Linked DNA regions of Capsicum annuum: region 1 is linked to region 2. Evidence: chromatin contacts called from public Hi-C data. All regions are on one chromosome and are shown on one strand. The core of a region is the stretch at or near the end of the contact, and the rest is flanking DNA. Distances in the headings are between cores, read along the strand shown.

What was found. A called contact is a pair of places that touch in the nucleus more often than the background predicts.
Region 1: a Hi-C map of leaf shows a contact between it and region 2, with 2.0 times the contacts expected there. The contact joins the promoter of LOC107840542 here to the enhancer-like site in region 2. A contact is called at or near these places in 2 of 5 Hi-C or Micro-C datasets (leaf and placenta).

What each region holds. Positions count from the first base shown.
Region 1 is chr8:171,594,211-171,599,968 of UCD10Xv1.1, forward strand. LOC107840542 reads left to right here and starts at 1,251. Exons shown (of 3, transcript XM_016684439.2): 1 at 1,251-3,114; 2 at 3,454-4,064; 3 at 4,789-4,881. The coding sequence starts at 1,719. The coding sequence ends at 4,019.
Region 2 is chr8:171,557,355-171,563,446 of UCD10Xv1.1, forward strand. No RefSeq gene overlaps it. Among protein-coding and RNA genes, the nearest start is that of LOC107840541, 14 kb to the left of the region's middle. Within about 2 kb of position 2,882, at least 4 of the 5 cell types and tissues checked have an H3K27ac peak or open chromatin away from gene starts, as enhancers often do. A contact at or near this core is called in leaf, where this site is marked.

The DNA of each region.
Region 1 (5,758 bases), core at 1-2,500, 35 kb after region 2:
TTAAGAATACTTATTAATTATAGTAAATAATTCAATGTTTATTGAGAGGGCATATATAATCGACATGGTCCCAAAATATGGGTTGAGGAATATCATCTTAAAATTAAAGGGTGGGCTTCTGCCTATGAAGAATTTTGATAGTATTAAAGTAGAGTATTATTACTCAAGCATTTTAATAAAATTCACTATCGACTAACTTATTATTGAATTTCTAAGCAAGATTAATTATTAATCCATGTTTTTGGGTTGCGTTCTAGTTTTTGTTAGTATACTTAAAATAACGTGACAGAAAGATTTATACTCCCTCCGTTTAAAAAAGAATGATCTATTTTGACTTGGCACAAAGTTTAAGAAAATAAAGAAGACTTTTAAATCTTGTAGCCTTAAATTAAAGTTGTATCAAATGTACCAAAATGTCCTTTAATCTTGAGGTCCTAAACATGCCATGTAGAAAGTTGAAATTAAAGTACTGCCAAAAAGGGAAAGAGATCGTTTTTTTTTAAACGGACTAAAAAAAAAGTATGTCATTCTTTGTCACATAGAGAGGGAGTAGTAAAGTTGGCAATACCAATTTGGGAATAAGTAAGATCCTGTGTTTGTTAGAAATTTCTATTAGATTGAAAAACAATACAATCAATAAGTTTATACAAGTTACAACCTTTATTTACATTAAAAAGAAACACCATATTTATAAGCAACAAATTGCTTATGGAAGACAATTTGTAAAAATGATGAGATACTTCCCCTTTAATTAATGTTATTAAAAATGAAAATATTTTGATTGGAAGTTCTTGTTCTTACGCAATGTGTGAGTCTAGACTAATGAAGTTTGAACAACACATGATTATCAATTTTTTTTAATAGTAATGGGAACTTTACAATTGAATATATAGAAGTCTATCAATCAACTATTGAAAGCTTTGGTACCAATTATCGATTGGAATTGGACCATAATCTATCTATACCGGCATCATGATTTCATATTTGGAAGGAAGGTTAAAATTAGAAATTGATAGAAAAGCAAGGATATGGTGGAAAAAGTAAAAAAGAAAATCCTAGTAGGCGATGCACCGGATGAGTTTAGTGAAATTTAAGTACTTCGAGTATGAATTAGTCCGACCTCAATAATATATGATTATAAAATAAAATGTAGTAGTAGAAATATTTGTTTTTCCTCCGGTAACAGTGGCAATAATTGGTCCTTTACGTTACTTGCTAGCCAACTTTTGACATTCGCATTCACTTAACTGAAAATTGGACATTGTAAGATATCCAATGGGGAGCTATGAATGGCCAAAATGGCTTTTATCATAGTGATTCAATTTCTTCGGCTACTACATACATTATTTCCTATAAATAAGGTTGTAACGGCCATGAGTTTTTTGGTTTTCCATTTTCATGGAAACCTATAGAGACATTTGCGCTTGACCATACCCAAACTTATACTGAATCATCCACACACCCCGCCGTCACTCCTATCGCCACCGCCCTCCTCCTCCTCCTGCCCTCCGTTTATGGCCAGTTTCATCATTTTTCTAAACCCCCCATAGAAAATAAAAAGATTGCAAATTTATTGTTTTTTTATTTGTGTCCTTTCTTGTTTTCGTTTTAGTTTTGATACAAAATTTTAACGTGAATTCCCTTGTATTTTGTTTGATCTTCCAAGACTTTTATTTTGCGGTGTTTAAGGAAGAAGAGATTAGCAGTCCGCTATTACGATGGCGGACATAGTGAAACAAATTCTAGCACGGCCAATACAATTGGCAGACCAGGCAACAAAAGCGGCTGACGAGGTATGTAATTTCAAGGCTGATTGTATGGAGATCAAAGCCAAAACAGAGAAGCTTGCCGCGCTCCTAAGACAGGCAGCACGCGCGAGTAATGACTTGTACGAGCGTCCAACGCGTCGAATCATCGATGACACGGAACAGGTTTTGGACAAGGCACTCACCCTCGTAATCAAATGTTGTGCCAGGGGATTGAGTCGTGTTTTCACCATCATCCCTACTGCTGCATTGAAGAAAACGGCACAGCAGCTTGAGAATTCATGTGGTGATGTTCAATGGTTGTTACGTGTGTCGACTCCAGCGGATGACCGTGATGATGAGTATCTCGGGCTACCTCCTATTGCAGCTAATGAACCGATATTGTGTCTGATATGGGAACAGATTGCGATTTTGTGTACAGGGTCGTTGGAGGAACGTTCTGATGCGGCGGCCTCGCTTGTGTCGTTGGCTCGGGACAATGAGCGATATGGGAAGTTGATTATAGAAGAAGGCGGGGTTGCACCGTTGTTGAAATTGGCCAAAGAAGGACGAAAGGAGGGTCAGGAAAACGCGGCGAGGGCTATTGGCCTTCTTGGTCGAGACCCTGAAAGCGTTGAACAAATTGTGAATGCAGGTGTTTGCTCTGTGTTTGCCAAGATTCTAAAAGATGGGCATATGAAAATTCAGGTTGTAGTGGCTTGGGCAATTTCAGAACTGGCTGCTAATCACCACAAATGTCAAGATCATTTTGCTCAAGCAAATACTATTAGGTTATTGGTTAGTCATCTTGCTTTTGAGACAATTCAAGAACACAGTAAGTATGCTATTGCTAAAAAACAACAGAACATGTTGATACACACAGCTGCTGCGATGGCCCAATCTAATACTTCTAGTACTAGCAAAATCAGTGATTATGGAGGTAAGGTTGATGATAATGACAATAGAACTCATAGTAAAATTCCTCACCCTGTAGATAAACAACCAGCCAACCAAATGCATAATTTGGTTGAAAGTGCCATGGCAATGAAATCCCAGGTACAGAATCAGGCTAACAATCCTATTGCGGGTCAAAATCAGCAGCAACATCGACAAAACCCGAATCAGCAGAAGAATCACCATGTTGGATTGACAGGGACTAGCATTAAAGGGAGAGAATTTGAAGATCCTGCGACAAAAGCTGATATGAAAGCAATGGCTGCCAGAGCACTTAGACATCTTTCTGCAGGAAATGTTAGCATTTGTAGCAATATTACAGAATCCCGAGCTCTTTTATGCTTTGCTGTCTTGCTAGAGAAAGGCCCTGAAGAAGTACAATATCATTCAGCCATGGCGCTCATGGAAATCACAGGTAAATGTGTCATGTTTAGCTCATAAAATTATAGCCCTCCTGATTGATGAGTTGATTAGGCATAACCAAAGCTAGCCCGTTCGAAAGCTATTTGGGCTGCTTGTGCAATCATCAAAGTATATATTAAAAAAAATTGAGGGTTGTTTGATTTAATAGTCTTGATCAAACAATGAAGGAAGGCTGGCTGAATTATGAGCCGCTATTTAACACAATTTGACCTGTTCTCCAGACCCAAACAAATTTTAGACTGAGTTAAAAGCCAACCATATATTATTGATTCTATCCATTTTAGCACATGTGGCTTTAGCTCAACTTGCTCATTGACACACTTATACACAGGCGTTGCTGAGCAAAATTCTGACTTGAGACGTTCTGCTTTCAAGCCCACTGCACCTGCTGCCAAAGCCGTGGTTGATCAATTCTTGAGAATTATCAACCAGGGAGATTCAGAATTGCTCTGTCCAAGCATCAAATCTATAGGACATCTAGCCAGGACCTTTCGAGCAACAGAAACAAGAATGATTCGTCCATTGGTGGCTCGGTTAGATGATAGGGAACCAGATGTAACTAGGGAAGCTGCAATTGCACTCAACAAATTTGCTTCCTCTGATAATTTCCTCAGAGTCGATCACTGCAAGGCCATAATTCAGGCAGGAGGCACCAAGCACCTAGTACCACATGTTTACTTTGGTGAACAAATGGTTCAGGTTCCTTGTTTGATTCTCTTGAGTTACATAGCAATGCATGTGCCTGATAGTGAGGCATTAGCTGATGACAATGCACATATAGTTTTGGAGTGGTCTACAAAGCAGGCACACCTAATGCAAGATCCTATAGTTGAAGAACTAGTGAACAAAGGCAGAGAAAGCATGGAACTTTATCAGTCCAGAGGCTCACGGCTGTGAACCTATCAACTTGTATAATACTTCCTCAGTACGTCCAAAATTTAGGTACTGCAAGTATTCCTTCTTTGAACTTCTTTCTAGTTTTATACGTACACTTTACCCTTCCTAGACCTCATTTCTCAGATTAAACAGGCTATATGTTGTTGTCATTGGAGTGTATACAAGATTAGCTTCATTGTACATTGACTGACATGTTCAAGTCAGCAACATGTCTCTATGTGAGTTTGTCCCGAGGACAGAGAGAAAGATGAGAGTTGTGGTAGGGTGATGAACAACATAAAGAGTTGTTTGGATTAGCTTTTTTGAAGTGGCTTAGAGGATAAAAGCTAAAAGTCAAAATTGTTAGCAACACCACCTCAAAAAAGTTTAAAAGTGCACGCCTAAAAATAAGTCAAACCAAGCACCTTGAAAGCCAATCAATTTATGATCTATCCACATAATACAGCTCACCTAGAAATGTGTTGCATCAGACATTCATGAGATTACACATATTGCCGACCCTAACCTAGGATTGAGGAGTTGTTGTGGACCTTATGGTGGTGGTTGTTAGCATGGGCCAAGTGTCCAATCCCATCTAGTTTTGGTTAAAGTAGAAGCATATCTTTCAAATTCTATGGTTCCTTCTCTTTTCAACAGCAGTGAATGGAGCATAATCTTTGCAAGATGCAGCATGCTTTTGCATTTGCCTTGATTAGTTTAATCATGGTTTAGGTTAAAATTCGAGGCCCACTTTATCTTGGACCAAAGTTGATGCTATCATGTGTAACAGAACAACATCACCTCCCAAATCGAAAGGCAAATGGCAACACAGATACAGTGTAGAATGCTTGGCGCTGTCCAAGAGACCGGTAGAGATAGGTAATCAAGACAGATGAACAAAAACTGGTAGGCCTTGATTTTGAAGTCAGATTTGCTGCAGTCGATCTTTTTGATTAGTCTCCATTTCCCTTCTTTCCGCATAGTTTACTTTGGAGTTGGAGCAATGGCCAGGATTGTTGGACTCGTGACCTCGAGGTTTCTTTAGACTACTCAGATGTAATTTATTCACACTTTTGTAACTCGGAATGTGAAGCGTGTACAGAGAACGGTAAGAGTTGATGATAATTTGCATTACGCTTGTAATACACTTTAGTATCCAAGAAATTTTCACTTGTAATATAGTTAGATCATGTACATTAGCCCCGAAAAAGTGCAGAACATGCTACGATGGCTCACAGCGCTTCAGCCTAATGGTACTATAGCACTAAAATTATTACTTTCACTGGGCTGGCAATCAAACTCTCTCATTGAACCAACAATAAATTTCTCACACACGAAGTGGTATAAACAATTAAACATCAAAACTTGGAATAAACAATTTAATCAATTAGCCATAAAATTATGAGAAGGGAATAAGAAGTTATTCCTTCACCATTCACAAAGAGACACAACCACTTGATCTAAATCCAGCGAATAAAGCATATTCAACAACAGCATAAAAAACATTGGAATAAACTTTAATAAAAGCCTAAAGTCAAAATAAGCAAAACTCAAGAAAGGGTCATAATTTCCAACTTTTTGCCATGAAATCGAATACCCAATGTCTCCCTCTTCCAACAGAAAGCAAACCATCAACTCAAAGCTGTAAATCACACACAATGATACTTTTCAACAACACAGAAAACAAAATTAACATAACAACCATCAAATGGGTACGAAACTCCGAACGATAAACATATAATACAGAAATTAAAGGGACA
Region 2 (6,092 bases), core at 1,632-4,131:
AATGTATCTATCGTATGAATCACCATAATACCCATATAATGATATCATATTTATCATTCATATGAATCACAATTAAAAAAATAAATATGTATGATTAACTAAATAAATTTATATATGTATCAATAGATTTTTTTAAAATCCGAAGATACATTTTAACTAGCGTTTTTAAAGGCGAAGCGTAAGTCCCAAGGCGATGAGGCGTAAGCTCCATGAATTTTTTAATTTTTAATATTTTATAAATTAATATTATTAGAAATAAATATTTTGAAAAGAGGTAAATCACCCAAAAAGGTAAATTTATATCAAAATTATAAAAAGAAATAAGTGAAAATGCATCTAAAACTATTATCGCAAAAAAAAAAAAAAGAAGTCACATAATACAACTAATATATAAAGTCACCTTCTCATATAATAACCTATTATGTTCTAAAAAACACAATTTGATATAAAAAAACAGTACATCATTAATCAACACCACCTTCTCGCTACTCGATCAATATATTAACACACTCATTTACCATAAATTGTATTTTAAAGAGAGCACAAAAAGTAAATATCTTGAAAACTAGTCACTGTACGACTTGCAAAAATCTAAAAGAAAAGAAAGGAACTAGGAAGAAGAAAGTGTGTGCCCAATAGCTTCTTAAGTAACGGTACCGTTGACATCCATTGGCAAATACAGTTTGAAAGTGTGATTTTTAAGCTTTTTTTTATTTTTGATTTGAGTATTTATCAATCATATATTTTAATATGAAGTTTAAATTAGATACTTATTAATAGGAAAAAATCATTTTATTTTGTGCAGTTTTCTGGGCTTACTCCTCACGCTTAGGCGAACACCCCAACGCTTAGGCAAACGCCTCAAATTTTGGGGCGTACGTATTTCGATACTTTCGCATACCTAAAATGCTTTGATGCATTTTTTGCTATGCCTTGCTCCGAAGCTCACCCCAAGACTCGCCTCAGACTGCCTTTTAAAACACTAATACTAACTTGTATTAGCAGAATTGTTTTAATCAAAGCTATCTAATTAAATCAATGGACTAACAAATTACTTTAACTATCTAAACACAAAAGATTAGTACTGATCCTAAAAGATACTCTCTCTGTTTCATAATAAATGAATTATTAGATTTTGACACACAGATTAAGAAAAAAACATTAAAGACATAAATTTAACACAACTTTCCATTTTTACCTCCAAAAAAGAAAAAACTGACCTTGTAATACCTTTTTAAAAGTTAATTGATTGTCAAATCATAAGGATAAATTTAAAAAAAATTCAATGATTCACTTATTTTAAAATACCAATAAATACCTCAATAATTCACTTATTTCAAAATGGTGGGACTGCATTTCAAGTTTGTTCATCTATAGGCATCTCCTTTTGTGTCAATACACATTGCGCCTGTCAAGTTTGACCGTTGATAATATAACGATTATTTTAGATCTTCATGCGTTTCACACACTACTAATTGGTTACTGTTACGCTCATTTAAATTTTTCAATAAAAAATGTTCAGGAGCTACTTCTATACATACTCGCTTCTCAGAAAAGAAAAAATTGTACGTAATTATTTTAACACGAAAAAATTAGAAAGATTTTTATTTTTCATCATAAATTTTTCCGTTAAGCTGATTTGATGAAAATAAGAAAATTAATACTCTATTTTATAAGTGATGATGAAGGGAGTGTTTGGTATGATAGAAAAATATTTTTTGAAAAATATTTTCTTATTTTTTCCTGTTTGATTGCAATAAAATGTTTGGAAAATATTTTTCACAACAATTCATTTTCCTCAATTTGAGGGAAAATGATTTTCCTCTTGGGCCAAAGGAAGTCATTGAAAATGACAAATGTGACTTATGATCCCATCCCCACCCCTCTTTCCTACCCTAACAACGCTCATATTCATATGACTAAAAAAAATTCACATTCTCAAAAATTTACATTATTCGAAAATACTTTTTACTGTGCTTTGCTTAAATTTTTCACTGCTTGAAATAAAAAATAGTGAAACCCGAATTTTTTCCATTTCTAATATTCGTTGAATGAATTGTTATTTTCATATGCATAGAGGAAGATTTACCTATGTTACTTTTGTTAATTGTATATTTTATTTTGTCATCGATGTACTCCCTCCGTCATATTTTATCCGTCCCAAATTTTCTAATCTGGTGTCCTATTTTACTTGTCTTTTTTTACTTATCAAGACAAGACAATTTTTTTTTTCAGATTTTACCCTTTTCATTAATTACCTTTTCTTTAAATTAAAATGTAAATATCATTTAATAAGAATACTATGGTAAACTAACCATGTTATTTATTATGTTTTTAACAACTGTGCCATCCCAATTTAGGACTAGTAAAATGGGACGGAGGGAGTAACTATTTCACGAGGTTTAATAAGCTTGTCGTTTCATTATATTTTTATTAATTGTAATATCTTGAAATTATCCTGACAAATTATTGAAAAGTGTCTCTTATATTTGTTAATTAATAGTTGCTTAAATTTAGTGATTGTAATATTTTAATATTCGATATTGATATTATTTGTTATGCACTTCTAGATATACTAATTAACAGTTAATGGTATTTTATAAAAAAATATTTTTTCACTCACCAATCAAACACTAGAAAATATTTTTCTAAAAAATAGTTTCTACTCATCAACCAAATACCATAAAATATTTTTTAAAAAATATTTTTCATTTACCAACCAAAAATAAAAAAATAAGTAAAAAATCAACTTATTTTTCATCGAAAATACTTTCCATCGTACCAAACACACCCGAAAAGAATTTTTGTTTCTAGTAGTGACGCAACACACAAATTTGAGAGTCTTGTCTCACAATTTAGTGGACCACATGTCCCGTACTTTTTACTTTTTTGGATTTAAGCTTATCCAAATTGTACAGCTTTCTTAGTCAGCATTGGCCCGCTTGTTTTTACCTTCTATCAGCTTTTTAACACCACAAATTATAATAAAACTTGATCCAAATTAAAGTTTCAAACACTGCTAGCTAGTTCCAATTTCTTCTGAAAATCATGAGTATAATGTCGTCACTGTATGAGATGTTAGGAATTCCAGTTAATGCAACAACGTTAGAGATCAAAGCAGCCTACAGGAAAATAGCAAGAACATGTCATCCAGATGTTGTGTCCTTACCTAAAAAAGAAACATCAGCTACTGAGTTCATGAAGATTCATGCAGCTTATGTTACCTTGTCTGATCCTATCAAGAGGGCTTATTATGATCACCAATATTTCCGGCAGCCAGTAGTGTCAGTGGCATCATCGAACTGGGAGACCGATCAATGCTGGTAGTAATATTGTCTCAGTTAATTCCACATCAATATCGGTACTTATGTTGCCAGGTTATTTGATATGGCCCAAGCCTATACAAGTTAGGCCTAAGGTTTATGTTCTTATATATGGTATCAACGTCAATATACGTTATAGGTCTATACAAGTTAGGCTTAAGGTCCATGTTCTTATATATGGTATTAACGTCAATACGTTTACTCCATATGTATTGCACATTTCATGTTATGTTGTATTCGGAGGCGGAGCCGGCCCTCTTTAGGGGGTTCGGACCGATGGAAAAATATACTAATTATGCATGATTAAAATTATTTTTTATGTGGTTATAATAGGTGTTGAACCTCCTTCGATTTAATTTTCTTTGATTATTGAACCCCTTATTTGATATCCTGACGGCTCCGCCTTGGTTGTATTATGAATTTGTCTCTGCACAACTTAAATACGGATGTCACAGAAGAAACTGTTGGGCCAAAAAGTAGGAGGACTAAAAGGCCTTGGTGTGGGATTATCTTGGCCCAAATGACAGTAGCTTCAATAAGGCTAAGTATTGAAACAAAAGGATTGTATGTAATATGGTCATGCTAATGCAAAGTTTGTATCTTTCATCCTGCTTTATCTGAGTCTAGTACTGATTTTTCAATATTTCTACATTTCCATTTGGGATTTTGCCTTTTGACTTGTTACATTTACTTTCTGAAATTGTAATTGAATTTGAGTTCATTACATATACACATATATTTATGTTAAATTATGAGTCCTACTAATTGCCTATTTGTGGAACAAGTAAGTAAACGTGGTTCACAGAATTAAATACTAAACATAGTGTTTTTACGTGGAAAACACCCGGCTCAAGAAAGGTGTAAAAAATCACGACCTGTACCTCTACAGGATTTAACCCAACTTCACTATAATACTTGAGCCTCAACAATCAACAGAATTACAAGACTTCTTATTAACTAGGAATTAAAACTTCTAACTCCTATCACTACAAAAACACAAATCTTCCCAAGATAAGTGTTCCCAAGTCTTCGAGTTCCCAAACTTGAAGACACAATTCTTAACTCATTTTATAGATCACTGAGACTAGAACATTGACTAATTACAACTCAAAAAACCTACTCACTACACAAATTCTACAACTTGCTAAGTAAGAGATCAGGTTCTTCTTCGAGTATGAGAACTGATATGCTGATTGTTGATATGCTTTTCAGTGCTTGAGTCCAGTGCTTTTGAATTCGTTTCTTGTATTTAAGCACCCACCTCATGGAGTCCTTCAATTGATATCAACTTCTATATTCAATAGGACTCCAGATAGTTTCCTGCTACTTGTTGCCGCCCCTCTTTTTTTTTTTTTTTCAATAGGATTCCTCTTTTCTCTTTCTTCAAGACTTCTTGTTCAACTCAACTTCTGCACTTCTTCTCTTTCAACTCAACTTCTGCAAGTCTTCTTTTTCAACTCAACTTCTAATGTGATAAATGTTATCCACTTCTGTTTGTATGCCAGGTCATCATATCAATAACTTATCTGCAGCTGACCTTGGTTCAGTTGGATGGAACAACTTTTACCACATGTTTCATTCTCATGTCTATCATCAAAATTTCACATGCTCTAACAATTTCCCCCATTTTAATGATGACAAACATAGCTGTATAATACCACAAACCCGACATACTCACCAAGAAGTTAAGTAAAGGAAACAGAATGAAACACAGATTAGTTAATTGAGTTATAAGCACTGTATAATCTGTTCTTCCCTCTTTTGACATCATAAAAAAACTGGACCAATGAGTGAAACAAGTTTTATAATTCATGGCCACTGGGGCTATCACTAAAACATGAAGACTTTAGAGCAAAAAGAACAAGCAATGTATCAGCAACACAAAAGTGAGCCACATAAAACAAAAAGAGACCATTTCATTGATAGATCAGAATACAATGATCACAACCCATAATAAATAATATGAGAGAACCAACTTAATGATACGCCCAAATTACAACTCTTGTTAGAAAGTGTAAGCGGTCGCTGTCAAATATAGAATCCAACTGGGTTGGGTGTCGAATCCCACAGGGAATACTATGGTCACTAAGTATTGCGATTATTATTAGACTGTTGGTCGAAGGTTCCAAGATAAGGGGGTTTGGTTCAAGTGCACAATAATATTATCAGTGTAACGATGAGATGATATGTGTAATTATATTTGATCACAGAGAATGACAAGTTAGGGTTATGTCCACCTTGTAGCTTCTACTTCTCTATTAACTATGAGTAATACGGATTTTATACATGCATGCACTTATAGAGAGACGTATTCTAATTCTAAATCCAAGTGTTTTTCAACCATCGAGGATTTATTCAGCTTAGTTCTCTCGAATCCAAAGTGTACAACAAATTATACGAACTCTCCAAGACGTTAATCCTGCTAGGGCATTAACGTGTAAAATAGGGGTTGGAAACCCTATTTTCTTGTCACACTTTCTTTTCCAAACAGTAACTTTTCCATCGAACAAGTTATTGCTATAATAGCGTATTCCCTATGTTTGCAACCACGAGAATTCAATCAAAATGAAGAGAGTAATGATATAAGTGGCATGACATATAATAAATTCAAAAACCCATAGCAATAGAGAGTATACTACAAGGTTTCCATAACCCTAACAAATAAAGCTACTCATGAATAAAACAAAAATCAACATAGAAATATTCATCATACCAAAACTTGGAACGATCTTGGTGATGAAGATGACTAGCGAAATTAAGAGAGAAACA